Linked DNA regions of Macaca mulatta: region 2 is linked to region 1. A link is a contact called in public Hi-C data. All regions are on one chromosome and are shown on one strand. The core of a region is the stretch at or near the end of the contact, and the rest is flanking DNA. Distances in the headings are between cores, read along the strand shown.

Region 1 (7,423 bases), core at 1,566-4,065:
AACCTCCGCCTCCCAGGCTCAAGTGATCCTCCCACCTCAGCCTTCCCAATAGCTGGAACCACAGGTATGCACCATAAGGCCCGGCTAGCTTTTTGTATTTTTTGGTAAAGATAGGGTTTTGCCCAGGTTGGTCTCGAACTCCTGAGCTCAGGCAATTCACCTGCCTCAGCCTCCCAAAGTGCTGGGATTACAGGCATGAGCCACTGTGCCCAGCCAGCAAATCTGTTTTTAAAAGGTATCGGGGAGGAGGGCTGTGGACAGAGGAAGCACTTAGAAATGCAGTCTCCACTCTGGTCCTTGGGACAAATGGCCAACTGTGGATATTAGTTTCCTACTCCTTGTCTCTTTTCACTCTGCTTCCTGGGAGCGTCATCCAGTTATACCTTGCTGACCATTTGGCAGGCCACTGGGAACCACCTTGAACATGCTTTGCAGAGAGGCGCTTCCTGAGGACACCCTCTGAACTGCAGTGTGAAGATGGGTTTCAGCTGGTTTTGCTGACAACATCGGAATCAGTAACTTGGATGAGTGCACTCCTTGGCTCTGCCACTGACTTGCTGTGTCATCTAGTAAGTCCCCTGATCTGCTTGGTGCCAAATGGTAACTGAAGTAAAATGAGCCTGCCTTGGGATACTCTTTGCTGTGGGTTTTATTTTTTTTGAGACAACCTTATAGTAACTAACATTTGTACAGCCTTTTACACACGTGCCTTGTCTCAGCTGATCCGGTGAGGCAGATGTGATCCCTACTGACAGATGTGGGGACTGCGGAGCAGAGATTTGGGCAGTTTTCCCAGAACCATCCAGCTGGCACGGTGCAGCCAGGCCCCAAGCCCAGGCCTTCCACTCTTCTGACTCCAAATTCTGTGCTCATTCCTCTCCATGGGGCTCCCTTGTGATGCGACTTTCTTCCTATCCTAATTCCAAAATACTGATGTTACTGAGCTATATAACTCTTATCTTAAAAAAAGGAGAACAAAACCAAAATGCCAATGTCAAGGAAACTGCCACACTTCAGTTGGTCTCACCCTTGTATTTTTAGCCTTTAGAGACAGCCCCTTTCTGGACTACCCTCTTCAGCCTTTTTCCAACTGGTGGTCAGTCCTGTCCCACTTCAGTTCTGCAGCGTCTGGGTCTTGATTTCATGCAACTGAACAGGGGCTGGCTTGCCCTGTGACACAGGGCAAATGTTTGCAGAAAGGACTGAGGTGGGGTGAAAGGAAAATCCGGTTCTTTTAGAACTCCTGTTTTTGTTGAGCACAGAGGACACTTCAGGGTCAGGCCTCTTCTCCTGCTTCCCCCAATACCCTGTGTTACCCTTAAACATCTTAAGGTTTCTAGAAAGGGCTATGCGCCCCTGTAACTTCTGCACATGTTGACCCTTCGGGCCTTTTTTTTTTTTTTGAGACAGAGTTTCACGCTGTCACCCAGGCTGGAGTGCAGTGGTACAATCTCAGCTCACTGCAACCTCCGCCTCCTGGGTTCAAGCGATTCTCCTGCCTCAGCCTCCCGGGTAGCTGGGACTACAGGCACATGCCACCATGCCCTGGCTAATTTTTGTATTTTTAGGAGAGACGGGGTTTCACCATGTTGGTCAGGCTGGTCTCAAACTCCTGACCTCATGATCCGCCCACCTCGGCCTGCCAAGTGCTGGGATTACAGGCGTGAGCCACTGCGCCCAGCCCCCAGCCCTTACAGGCATTTTCCTTCAACAAACCTCAACAACCAGACCCCTGCTTCGGGCTAAGGCGCTAGCGCATTCCATGGTGATTAACCATTTTTCTTATTGTCTCCAGACTAGACTCTGAGCACCCGGAAGGCAGGAACGTTGTCCACACCTCCCAGTTGGGGGCCTGGCACAGAGCAGGTCCTCCGCATTGAACGCTCCAGCTTTAGAGTGGTTCTGCACAGCTCCCCTTGCCTTTCTTTCTTTACCACCATTTCTTCTCCTCTCCTCTCCCCTAAAGGCACAGAGATCCGTTTGTCAAGACTAAGTTTAGGGTGCGGTGGGGAGGGCAGGAGGTGGAGCTAGCCAACCTTCCAATCCCCGGCCCTCCCGCCTGCCCCCACCAACCCCGTCCTGCCTCATGGAACTTAGGTTTGAAACACAGGGAAGAACCGGAGGAGGGCCTGCTAGCCGCGGGGCAGACCACAGCAGAGCCCTGGGGCGCTCCCCGGTGCTGGGGTTTGGGGCGGTGGCAGCTGTGTGCCCACCCCGGGAACAGGCTGCACGGGCCGGGTGCAGAGAGCCCACCCCGGACCAGGCTGCACGGGCCTGCAGACAGCACCGCAGCCTGGGCTGGCAGCCTTTTCCAAGGGCTGCTCTTCACTTCCGCCTCCCTCTCCCGTCACTTCATCAACGTTCTAGGAACCATGGTGAGCCCACGCTTCTTCATTCATTCCCGCCCACTCACGGCACAAGCCCACGTCACAGGAGGCATGACTCGCCTCGGAGGCTGATTAGCTTTCCAGGCAGCATCCAGCTCACGCAGGCGCTGAGTCAGTGCCGCCTAAGCCCGGCCAGGAGGGAGGTGACTCAGGCCCGGAACTGTGGGTCTCCTCCCCTCCAGCCCTGCCAAGCAGCCTGCGGCCAGGAGAGGCCACCCGGGGTCAGGCCCTGGGCTAATGCTCTGGGTGCTAAGCCCTCCTAAGTCCCCACAGACCACCCGTAAGGCACGTACGTGTTGCCAGCTGCCCCGCATCCTCTCTCCCCATCTCCCGGGGAAGACCCAACAGCCCTCGGGTTTCCAGCCGGTCTCCTCGGCAGGGGACGGGGGCAGTAGTAACTGTCCTGGATGTGGCCACATTGATTGGCTCAGGGCTGGGCATGTGATCTGTTGGAGCCAATAAGAGGCATTGAGACTCAGGCTAAAATGTCTGGGACAAAGCCTCTCTTCCTTATTTTCGCTCGGCTCAACTCCAGGGGTCCTAGAGCTGGAGCTGGAGCTGCTGGCTCCAGCTTGCCAGCGTGTGAAACCTGCCACTGACACCAACCATGCGGAAAAGAAAGAGAAATGGCAGGAAACTGAGTCCTGGTTATATTCTGGAGTCCTGAATCCAGCCATACCTGAAGCTGGAATAATATAGGGACTTTTGAAGTTTCCTAGCTTAATGCAGCCCTTTTGCTTAAGTTACTCTGTTTTTTGTCACTTGCAGTTGTAAGAATTTTAATCAGTACCACCATTTGCTACTACATTTAACTAATCCTAAAACATGATTTTTTTTCATCTTAATGGAATCATCATTGCTTCCAAATTTGATAAATTAAACATAGCTGTTCATATTGTCCTAACTTCAACTGAGTTAGGTGCAGTGTTGGTGCTGCATGTACGGAATTGAGTGCTATTTAAAATGTCTTCAAAAAAGCATATAGTGACTCAGCATTTGGATAAAAAGTGATTATGTAGAGAGAAAGGCAAGGATACTGAGCTATAGGGAATGAGGTTAATATTAGTGAAACAACTTTTCTCTTTGGAGAAAGAACTGCTGTTTCCTGACAAAGCAACATGCAAGTGCTTTGTAAAACCGAATACAGGAAGATACCCACAAGTAGAATTTGTGTTACATTTTGTTCCTGAGATATGGATAAAAAGATTGACTATGTATCATACACCAAGCAATGCAACTGAAGGCAGGAGAAATTGTGGAATCTCACAGAACAGGTGAGAGGAATACAAAGCAATGAGTTACTGTAACTAATTTGTGACTTTGTGTAGAGCCACCTTTAAGACACTGCTCTGTCATAGCCCTTTTGCTGGTGTGTTCTCTTAGGTTAGCCCTTGCTGGACCCACAGAGAGCTGACCAGCCACAACTAAGCAGGGCATTGTAGCTAAAAGGCTGGACTGTGGCACTAGATGGTCTGTGTTCCAATCACAGCTCTACCATTTACTGCCTGTTTGAACTCAGCTAAATTACTTAACCTTCATCTATAACCATCGGAATGCATTATCACTCGCATTTTGCAAAAGTGCTGTTAAAGTCACTTGCACCAGGCGCAGTGGCTCATGCCTATAATCCCAGCACTTTGGGAGGCTGAGACGGGTGGATCACCTGAGGTCAAGAGTTCAAGACCAGCCTGGCTAACACAGTGAAACTCTGTCTCTACTAAAAATACAAAAATTAACCAGGCATGGTGGCGCACACCTGTAATCCCAGCTATTCGGGAGGCTGAGGCTTGAGAATCACTTGAACCCTGGAAGCAGAGGTTCCCATGATCGGAGATGGTGCCACTGCACTCCAGCCTGGGCAACAGAGTGAGAAGTGAGACTCTGCCTCCCACACACAAAAAAATAAAAAATAAAAAATAAAATTCACTTGCTCAAAGTCACAAGCTGAGTTTGAACATTATGGACCTAATCATTACATCTCATCCATACTGGGTTCCTACTGGTCAAGAGGAGTGGAGAACTGGGGACATCGGTACATCCCTGCTCTGCTCCTAAGCACTCTGGCCTAGACTGGCTGAGTGGAGGGAGAATCAAGTGGTTACAATGGCCTGGCCTTCAATGATACTTGCTGTCATACTGTTTCAGTTCACTAGCTTGGGCCTAAAGAGAGATCCCCTGCTCCCCACAAATCTGTATGTGTGCTGTTTGAATAGTGCCCATAGGTTGTGCCTTGGGTTGTAGTTTTTCCTCCTCTAGGTATCTTATTTATTTATTTATTTATTATTAAATAATGGGGGGGGCGCTCAACTTCTCCCCAACATGGGTTTATCAAGGATTTTTTTTTTTTCTATTTTTTTTGAGTCATGGTCTCACTCTGTTATCCAGGCTGGAGTGCAGTGGTGCAATCTCAGCTCACTGCAGCCTCTGCTTCCCAGGCTCAGGCGATCCTCTGACCTCAGCTACCCAAGTGCCTATGACCACAGGTGCACGCCACCGTGCTCAGCGAATTTTTAAGTTTTTTGTAGAGATGGTGTCTTGCTATGTTTCCCAGGCTGGTCTCAAACTCCTGGGCTCAAGCCATCCTCCCGCCTTGGGCTTCCAAAGTGCTGGGTTTACAGGTATGAGCCACTGCACTGGGTCAAATAATTTTTTTTTTTTTTAAATTTCTGAACAAATAAACGGTGCTTCCTCTGAAAGGAGTTCCAGTGAACACAATTTTCTCCATCTCATTACCATGAGGTTTAGGCCACAGCTGTAAGTTCTCTGTTGTCATTCTCTGTATTCACCCCAACACTCTGTAGAGTGTGCGGTGTGGGAAAATAGACACCCAAGATGAGAAAAGAAAGCAGGAACCTCTGGCCTGGTGTTATGGGAAGGAAGCAGCACACCTTGAGGGGACAGGCCAGGAGTCCAGGTACTGACCCACACCAACGCACAGTGTGGCCCCAAGGAGCTGGGAGTGAGGGGACACATGTAGACAGTGAAGACCCAAGATAGACGGGAAAGGAACTTCTACTTTTTTTTTTGAGACAGAGTTTTGCTCTGTTGCCCAGGTTGGAGTGCAATGGCGCAATCCCGGCTCACTGCAACCTCCACCTCCTGGGGTTCAAGTGATTCTCCTGCCTCAGCCTCCTGAGTAGCTAGGATTACAGGCACATGCCTACATGCCTGGCTAATTTTTGTATTTTTAGTAGAGATGACGTTTCACCATGTTGGCCAGGCTGGTCTCGAACTCCTTACCTCATGATCTGCCCAGCTCGATCTCCCAGAGTGCTGGGATTACGGGCATGAGCCACTGCGCCCAGCTAGAACTTCCACTTTTTCACTGCATGTCAGAGACTGCTGAGCCCCGCAGCAGTGCAAGGGCAGGTGTTGACTTGTGATCAGTATGGTTACTCCTAATTTACAGATGACAAGATTGAAACTCAGGGACACAGTCTGTTTCCTAAGGTCACATGGCTCGGGGCAGAGCCAGGCTTTGAAACTACACCTGCTTTTCCACTGAGTTGCTCTGCCCCTCTTCTCTGTGAGTTTCTTATAAGGTATTTGTTGTATGACTGCTATCATGAGGCACATTTTATTCACCTGTGGGGAGCTGGTACCATTAGTGTAATATAATCATTCAGTTTGACTCTCATCAATGTTTTTGCTGCAGCTGCTGCTGCTTTTGCCACACTCTAGTTTTCCAAAACTCAGGTGCAGTGGGGTCTCCTTGTCTGTCCAGGCAAGAAAAAATAATCACTTCAGAATGAGTTGGTAGGACGGCAGCACAAACAGGCATGTAAAAAAAATGACTTCACAGCCGGGCACGGTGGCTCACACCTGTAATCCCAGCACTTTGGAAGGCCGAGGCGGGTGGATCAACATGGTGAAACCCCGTCTCTACTAAAAATACAAAAATTAGCCGAGCATGGTGGTGCATGCCTGTAATCCCAGCTACTCGGGAGGCTGAGGCAGGGGAATCGCTTGAACCCAGGAGGCAGAGGTTGTGGTGAGCTGAGATCACACCATTGTACTCCAGCCTGGGTGACAGAGCAAGACTCCGTCTCCACAGGAAAAAAAAAAAAGAATAACTTCAGAACGCTGTTCTAATCAGGTAGCATTTTGGTAAAGAGAGAAACGAGTATAACTTGTTCCACCAACTCAGAGCGCAGAGTTCCACCTAATTGCTGGAGTCTTTATCACCTCCCCACCCAATTTTGTGATTTGCCCCCATATGCTGAGGACTTCAGGCACGGCTCCATCCAGGGGTTTGGATCATATCACAGGGACTCTGCCCCTGTCTCTTCTATACCCTTAATTGCTCCTTGTTATTATTTGGTTTCATTTTCAGACGAGATCTGGCATGTTCAGGGTGGTATGGCTGTAGACTGGGCTTTCTTTTTTCTTTTCTTTTCTTTTTTTTTTTTTTTTTTTTGAGAGGGAGTTTCACTCTTGTTGCCCAGGCTGGAGTGCAGTGGTGTGATCTCGGCCCACTGCAACCTCCGCCTCCCGGGTTCGAGCAATTCTCCAGCCTCAGCCTTCCAAGTAGCTGGGATCACAGGTGCCTGCTACCATGCCTGGCTAATTTTTGTATTTTTAGTAGAGGTGGGGGGTTTCACCATGTTGGCCAGGCTGGTCTCGGCCAGGCTGGTCTCGAGCTCCTGGCCTCAGGTTATCCGCCGGCCTCGGTCTCTCAAAGTGCTGGGATTACAGGCATGAGCCACCGTGCTTGGCCTGGGCTTTGTTTTCAAATCTGTTCTTGCCTTCTGACAGCTAGATGGCCACCGGCAGCTCCAAGCCTACATTTGTCTTTTTTTTTTTTTTTTTTTTTTGAGACTGTTTCACTCTATTGCCCAGGGTAGAGTGCAACTGGCCCGATCTCGGCTCACTGCAACCTCTACCTCCCGAGTTCAAGCGATTCTCATGCCTCAGCCTCCAGAGTAGCTAGGATTACGGGCACTCGCCACCACACCCAGCTAATTTTTGTATTTTTAGTAGAGAGGGGGTTTCACCATGTTGGCAAGGCTGATCTCGAACTCCTGACTTCAGGCGAT
Region 2 (6,382 bases), core at 796-3,295, 270 kb after region 1:
ACACTCATTGTGCTATTCCCATTTCCTTGTGACAGTCATTGCATGAGCTCATGAATGGCTGCTGTGGAAAATTACTGACGTCACCAGCTGAATAACAGGCTATCTGGAGAGTAAGCAAGATGAAACTCATGTTAAATTATCAAAGGTACAAGATTTTGGGCTCCTGCCAAAACCTTCATTGAGAACTAAGAGAAAAACTGAAAACACACAGAGCTTTTTTTAAGCTTCTGAGCCAGCAGGATGTTCCTACATCCACTCTAGCGACAGAAAGATGGCTGTAAAATAAAAGAGATGATTATCTCCTCACTTCCCTTCTCAATATTTCACCCTAATGTCAGGTTCATTTCTGTGAGGTTCTACCCCAGTTCACTTTTCTATCAACCTGATATGTTTCCAAATTCACGAGGTATGCGTTTTTACATTGAAGCAATTGTTTGTTTACAGCCTTTTAATGTTCTGGTCATTGGTTATGTTCACCTGTTACCCATAGCTGATCAACAGACACCTCACCCTCTCCCCTCCCTCCCAGACCACAAACCTCCACGCTTAAAAAGGGACACGGAGAAGAACTAAAGCTCAGGCTACTGTGATAATTAGGGATGAAAAAGCTGCATTCACTTAGGACTATCAAAAGCCAGGAAAGATATCTATCTATAGAATTACAAATTAATCCGGCCTGGCGCAGTGGCCCACGCCTGCAATCCCAGCACTTTGGGAGGCCCGAGGCGGGCGGATCACCTGTGGTCAGGAGTTCGAGACCAGCATGGCCAACATAGTGAAACACCCCCTCTTTACTAAAAATACAAAAATTAGCCGGGCGTGGTGGCGGGCGCCCGTGGTCCCAGCTACTCAGGAGGCTGAGACAGAAGAATCCCTTGAACCCGGGAGGCGGAGCTTGCAGTGAGCCGAGGTCGCGCCACTGCACTCCAGCCCAGGCAACAAGAGCGAAACGCAGTCTTAAATTAAAAAAAGAAAAGAAAAGAAAAAAAAGAATTACAAATTAATCACCAAGAAGAGAAATATGTAGAACAAAGATGTAATTCAGTTGTTTAGAGTGCAGAGAGAATTGGAACTAAAAGAGATGAGCAAGAAAAGTGGGAAGTGTATATACTTACAAACCTAATCACAAACCTGTCACGCAAACTACGAGTAAACGAGTCGAAGTTGAAAATGCAGTTTTTGTGAAGCAGAGTCTGATTGGACTTGAATTTACTAAGAAAGAATCAAGAAGGGTGTGGAATATTCCAGGATATCTCTATCCCACCACAAAACAAAAAGCCATCAACCCACCCCAACTCTAGTCACCCAGTCACTGAAAACCTTTGAAACAGCTTCATTTTTCTCTCCAAATAAAAAAGAGCCTAGATCAGTAAACTAAGTATGAGAATAATTTTCAAAATTCCAATCCTAACCACACCGGGTGATTCTGGCTAACGTATGCCTCAGTTTCCCCCGTGCTAAAATGCAAACACACCTGTGTTCCGAGTCTCGGCGTGGATCCGAGCCTGGGTTCTGCACCTGGATCTGACTCTCAAAGGGAAAGGCGCAAGTTAAACCTGAGGAGGAGTCTGCAGCTGTCCCCGTGCCGGAGCCAGCCAGGCTTTTTAAAAAAAGCCCCCCGCATCAGGCGCGGTTTCTGTAAAACCGCTCCCGGCTGCCAGCGCGGTGGATTCCGGTTCCCGCCCCGAACACCTGAGGTGGCCTCGGCCGTCTAGGGTCAGCCGGTCCGGGGTACGCAGCCGACCTCTCCGCCCCGCCGCGTCCCCGGCCCCCATTCCACCCGCGACGCGAGTAAGGTCGGCCCGGCGGCTCTCCGGCCCGAGGCGGTGCTTCTCTCTAGTGGGCGCCTTTGGCCCGTACATCCCTCGGTCAAACAGTCCGACCACAAACGCCCCGCAACCCCAGCCTGAGGGGAACTTGTGGGCGCCGTTCAGTCTCTGCTGACTCCCGTCCCCGCACTCACCTGCCCCACGGGCCACCTCAGCGCCAATCCGGGTCAGGTTAGCGGCTTCCCCGCTCGCACCCAGTCGGCGCTCAGCGGCGCCTAAGCGCACGCGTGGCGGGGCGGAGCATAGGCGGCCGCGGGTCATGCTGGGGGCTGTAGTCGTTCCCGCCCACTTGGCGGGACGCGGCCAGGAGCTTTGCGACCCCGTCCCAAGGCCTGCAGGCACAGCGATGCTTTTGCCGTCTCACCAATCCTCACATCCACCCAGGCTTCATCATACCTTTCTGGGGACTCCTAACCCTTGTGCTTCCACTAAAGCTATGGTTACAAACATTAGAATCTCCTGGTTCTTAAATGAAACTGAGCACCAGCCAGGGAAAGAGGGCATTAAGTGTCCAGGTGTCTGACTTCAGCTGAGCAGACATTTCATCAGTTGTCCCATGTTCTGCCCAGAACCTAACATCTGGGTAGTTTTGATGCTGGAGTCTGCGTGAGTTTAAACCAATCTTTTTTTTTTTTTTTTTTTTTTGAGGCGGAGTCTTCACTCTGTCGCCCAGGCTGGAGTGCAGTGGCACCATCTCGGCTCACTGCAAGCTCCGCCTCCCGGGTTCGCGCCATTCTCCTGCCTCAGCCTCCTGAGTAGCTGGGACTACAGGCGCCCGCCACCGCGCCCGGCTAATTTTTTGTATTTTAGTAGAGACGGGGTTTCACCGTGTTAGCCAGGATGGTCTCGATCTACTGACCTCGTGATCCGCCCGCCTCGGCCTCCCAAAGTGCAGGGATTACAGGCGTGAGCCACCGCGCCCGGCAGTTTAAACCAATCTTAAAGAAAACAGCCTGGGTTAACATAGTGAGACCCTGTCTTTACAAAAAACAACAAAAAATTAGCCAGGTGTGGTTGTGTGTGCCATAGTCCCAGCTACTCAAGAGGCTGAGGTGAGAGGATCGCTTGAGCCAGGAAATCGAGGCTGCAGTGAGCTGTGGTCACACCACTGCACTCCAGCCTGGGCGACAGAGCGAGATCTTGTCTCTCATATATATATATATATATATATATGATATATATAAAAATGTACATTTAACATGTTTTCCAGTGAACATGCAGACCATCAAATTAAAATGCTACATGGGAAAATCAGATTACAGAGTTGCATACAAGTGTGTAAATACAGAAACAAAGGAGAATGGAAAAGGAAAGAAGACAGAGATGCACCAACAAATCCACCCACTCAAATAGTCCAGGAAGAAACCAGGTCAAATCGCCAATCACTGGAGACCATTAGTCTAACAGAATTGTTAGGACAGGAAGAAGACTGTTATCTTATTTCCTTATTTTCTATGAGGAAATGTATTAACTAAAATCCATGGTATCCTATATCCCCAACATCTGTTATGTAATATAAAGTCTCACATTAGATAAACTGATAGTAGTTGCTGCCTCTAAGTTGCCCATACCAGAGAAGGAAGTAGACAGAATATCTGGTCAGAGTCCAATGACTTAATTTCCTTGTTTCAGACTTATCATTTCAGGATTTTTTTTTTTTTTTTTTTTGAGACTGAGTCTCGCTCCATTGCCCAGGCTGGAGTGCAGTGGCATGATCTTGGCTCACTGCAACTTCTGACTCCTAGGTTCAAGCAATTCTCCTGTCTCAGCCTCCCGAGTAGCTGGGACTACAGGTGCCTGCCACCATGCCCGGCTAATTGTTTGTATTTTTAGTAGAGATGGAGTTTCACCTTCTTGGTCAGGCTGGTCTTGAACTCCTGACCTCAGGTGATCCACCTGCCTCGGCCTCCCAAAGTGCTGGGATTACAGGCATGAGCCACCACCGCACCTGGCCCTTTTCAAGATTTTTTAAAGAGATGAATAGAGTGACTCTTTCTGGAAGTTGAGCAAATGGCTCTATGCTATCCCCACTTGCTTGCTATACTAGCCTATATTCAGAATTTGGTTTTCAGAATTGCCTTCTATTGTTTTTCCCAATAGGTTGAGCTCTTCTCTTAGGTTGGCTTTAAGTGACAAGTTCTCGCTATGTCACCCAGCCTGGACTGAACTCTTGGGCTCGTGACCCTGTTGCCTCAGTTTCCCAAGTAGCTGGGACTGCAAGTGCGCATCATCTCAACCTGCTTTTCTGGCTACTTTTAGATAAAACTGGAACCGATTCAGCCTCCTCTCCCCCACAACATTCCTAACTAGGCAGTCTTCCAGCTTCTGCCTGACCTGGGAGATTGAGGGTGGATTGCTAATCTCAGTGGTTCCAATGTCTGGCCCCAAGCCAATCTCAGAGCCTTAATAATGGGTATTGATCTCAGTGTCTCTTGGGGCAACACACAATCAAGTCACTCTTCCTCCACGCGGCAATATTTGAAGTGCTGACAAGTTTTCTCCTGGATAGGATAAAGAGCCCTAACATTCCTCCACCACAAGATCTTTTTGGAGGTTCGCTCTCCAGTTTCTCTCTGTTCCTCAGACTGGGTATCCAAAATTGAATGTAATGCCAAGAGTGGGGAGCAGTAAGCCTCTGGTGGCTTTCTGGGCACTGGACAACCATTAACACCTCCTAAAACAGTCTTCTCTCAGTTCTGGTGCATACTGAGTTTAAGGTTAATTTATTTACATTGATCTTATTTTTCCTCTTAGTTTAAGGCACATCATTTCAGCCTGTTTAGGTTATAGATGAAAACTTATTTTACCAAATAAATGTACTTGTTAATTCTCCCAGTTTTGTGTCATTTACAAATCTGATAAACAAAAGCTTTCATTTTCATCTATGCTGAAAAATACGTAGGATGAGAATGGGCTAAATAACAAGGGCTCTCCTGGCAGGTAGGTAATTAACTCAATATTTGGCTACAGTTGCTTCAATCAGCTATAATACTGCAACAAGGAAGTTGGGCGTGGTGGCGGAAGCTGGAAGACTGCCTAGTTGCCAAGTATCTGATGTGCTCTTGCTATTGGAAATACAACAAGGAATGACACAGACAATGTTCAATGTTCTTGTCCAATGGCATTTGCTTACACTGTAAACAAGTAAAAAAGAAAACAAGATTAGGCCGGGCATGGTGGCTCATGCCTGTAATCCCAGAACTTTGGGAGGCTGAGATGGGTGGATCACTTGAGGTCAGGAGTTCAAGACCCGCCTGGACAACATGGCAAAACCCCATCCCTACTAAAAATACAAAAGTTAGCCAGGTGTGGCGGCGGGTGCCTGTAATCCCAGCTACCTGGGAGGCTGAGGCCGGAGAATCGCTTGAACCCAGGAGGTGGAGGTTGCAGTGAGCCAAGATTGTGCTACTGCACTCTAGTCTGGGTGACAGAGCAAGCCTCAACAACAAAATCCATGCAACAAGGAATAAAGACTGTCAGGTGCCCTGATGAAATCAATATACTCAATTAGCATTTCCCTGATATATAAGCCTTATCAAAAGATGAAATGAGGTTGGGCACAACTTTGGCTGAATAAGCCTGATGGTCACATCAGGGTTTTTTTTTTGTTCTGTTTTGTTTTTAAGTATTTACTGTAGTTCCAAACTTCATTACTTATACTAGCCAAAAATAACCGAAATAAAAGGTATATCTGATCATGGACTCAATCACTGAGTCCAGGCTATTTTGCTAGACCTAGATCTAATTCACTTTTAGAGGACAGGACCAGAAATTTCTTGCTACTTTACAAGCAAACGAACACGTGAAAAGGACTAAACTTGAGGCAGCTGGAAAATATGCCTTGAAAGAACAGAGATCAAGTACGAACTACATTTATTATGCAAGTTTGTGTTGTTGTAAACAACAGAGTAAACTTCAATGCTCTTTGTTTCTGCATTGTTGAGAAATATGAGACTGAGAAATGGGAAAGACCATGGATAGAAGAAAGTGCTGTATTAATTTAAGGTAACAATTCTCGAGGTAAAATAAGACATTACAGTAACACAATTTTCATGCCTCAGCAATTAATGATTTTTCGTTTAATTCTCTTCCAACTCTAGAGACATAATTCTGCTTTCACCTTCATCACACTTTCATATGGTTTTAACAAGGGATACACCTCCTCTTCTAAGAATCTCTGCACCTGCCAGAGGAAAGCAAATACAAGACAAAAGAAAATGTTAAGATATTAGCAGATAATACCTTTTCCAATGTCAGGTGATACCACTAAAACCTAATTTAATGAAGCTTTTACTCCACCACTAAGCTTGTTTTTTCCTTAACTGCCTATAAGGAATTTCCGCCTAGACACAGGTGATTCAACCACCATGCCCACATGCCCACCAACCTTTCCCGCAAACTGGCCCAGCCTGTGTTCTCTCAGGTGGTTTTGCCATTTCCATCCAACCTAAAAATCACCACAGCTTTCCTCCTGCTTTCCAGCCCTCTTCAAGTAATCACCAAGAGCTTAACCTCCTCTCCCTCCCTGGTCTGCATCTCTCACCACTGCCTTC

Evidence for each region. A called contact is a pair of places that touch in the nucleus more often than the background predicts.
Region 2: a contact with region 1 is called in a Hi-C map of cortical neurons, with 4 times the contacts expected there. The contact joins the promoter of SGSM3 here to the enhancer-like site in region 1. A contact is called at or near these places in 2 of 14 Hi-C or Micro-C datasets (cortical neurons and fetal cortex germinal zone).

The regions. Positions count from the first base shown.
Region 1 is chr10:10,881,281-10,888,703 of T2T-MMU8v2.0, forward strand. No RefSeq gene overlaps it. Among named protein-coding and RNA genes, the nearest start is that of MRTFA, 15 kb to the right of the region's middle. Within about 2 kb of position 2,816, at least 26 of the 40 cell types and tissues checked have an H3K27ac peak or open chromatin away from gene starts, as enhancers often do. A contact at or near this core is called in cortical neurons and fetal cortex germinal zone, where this site is marked.
Region 2 is chr10:11,156,576-11,162,957 of T2T-MMU8v2.0, forward strand. SGSM3 (small G protein signaling modulator 3) reads right to left here and starts at 2,046. Exons shown (of 22, transcript XM_077949655.1): 1 at 1,964-2,046. It overlaps ADSL (adenylosuccinate lyase), which reads right to left. Exons shown (of 14, transcript XM_077949733.1): 13 at 5,950-6,012.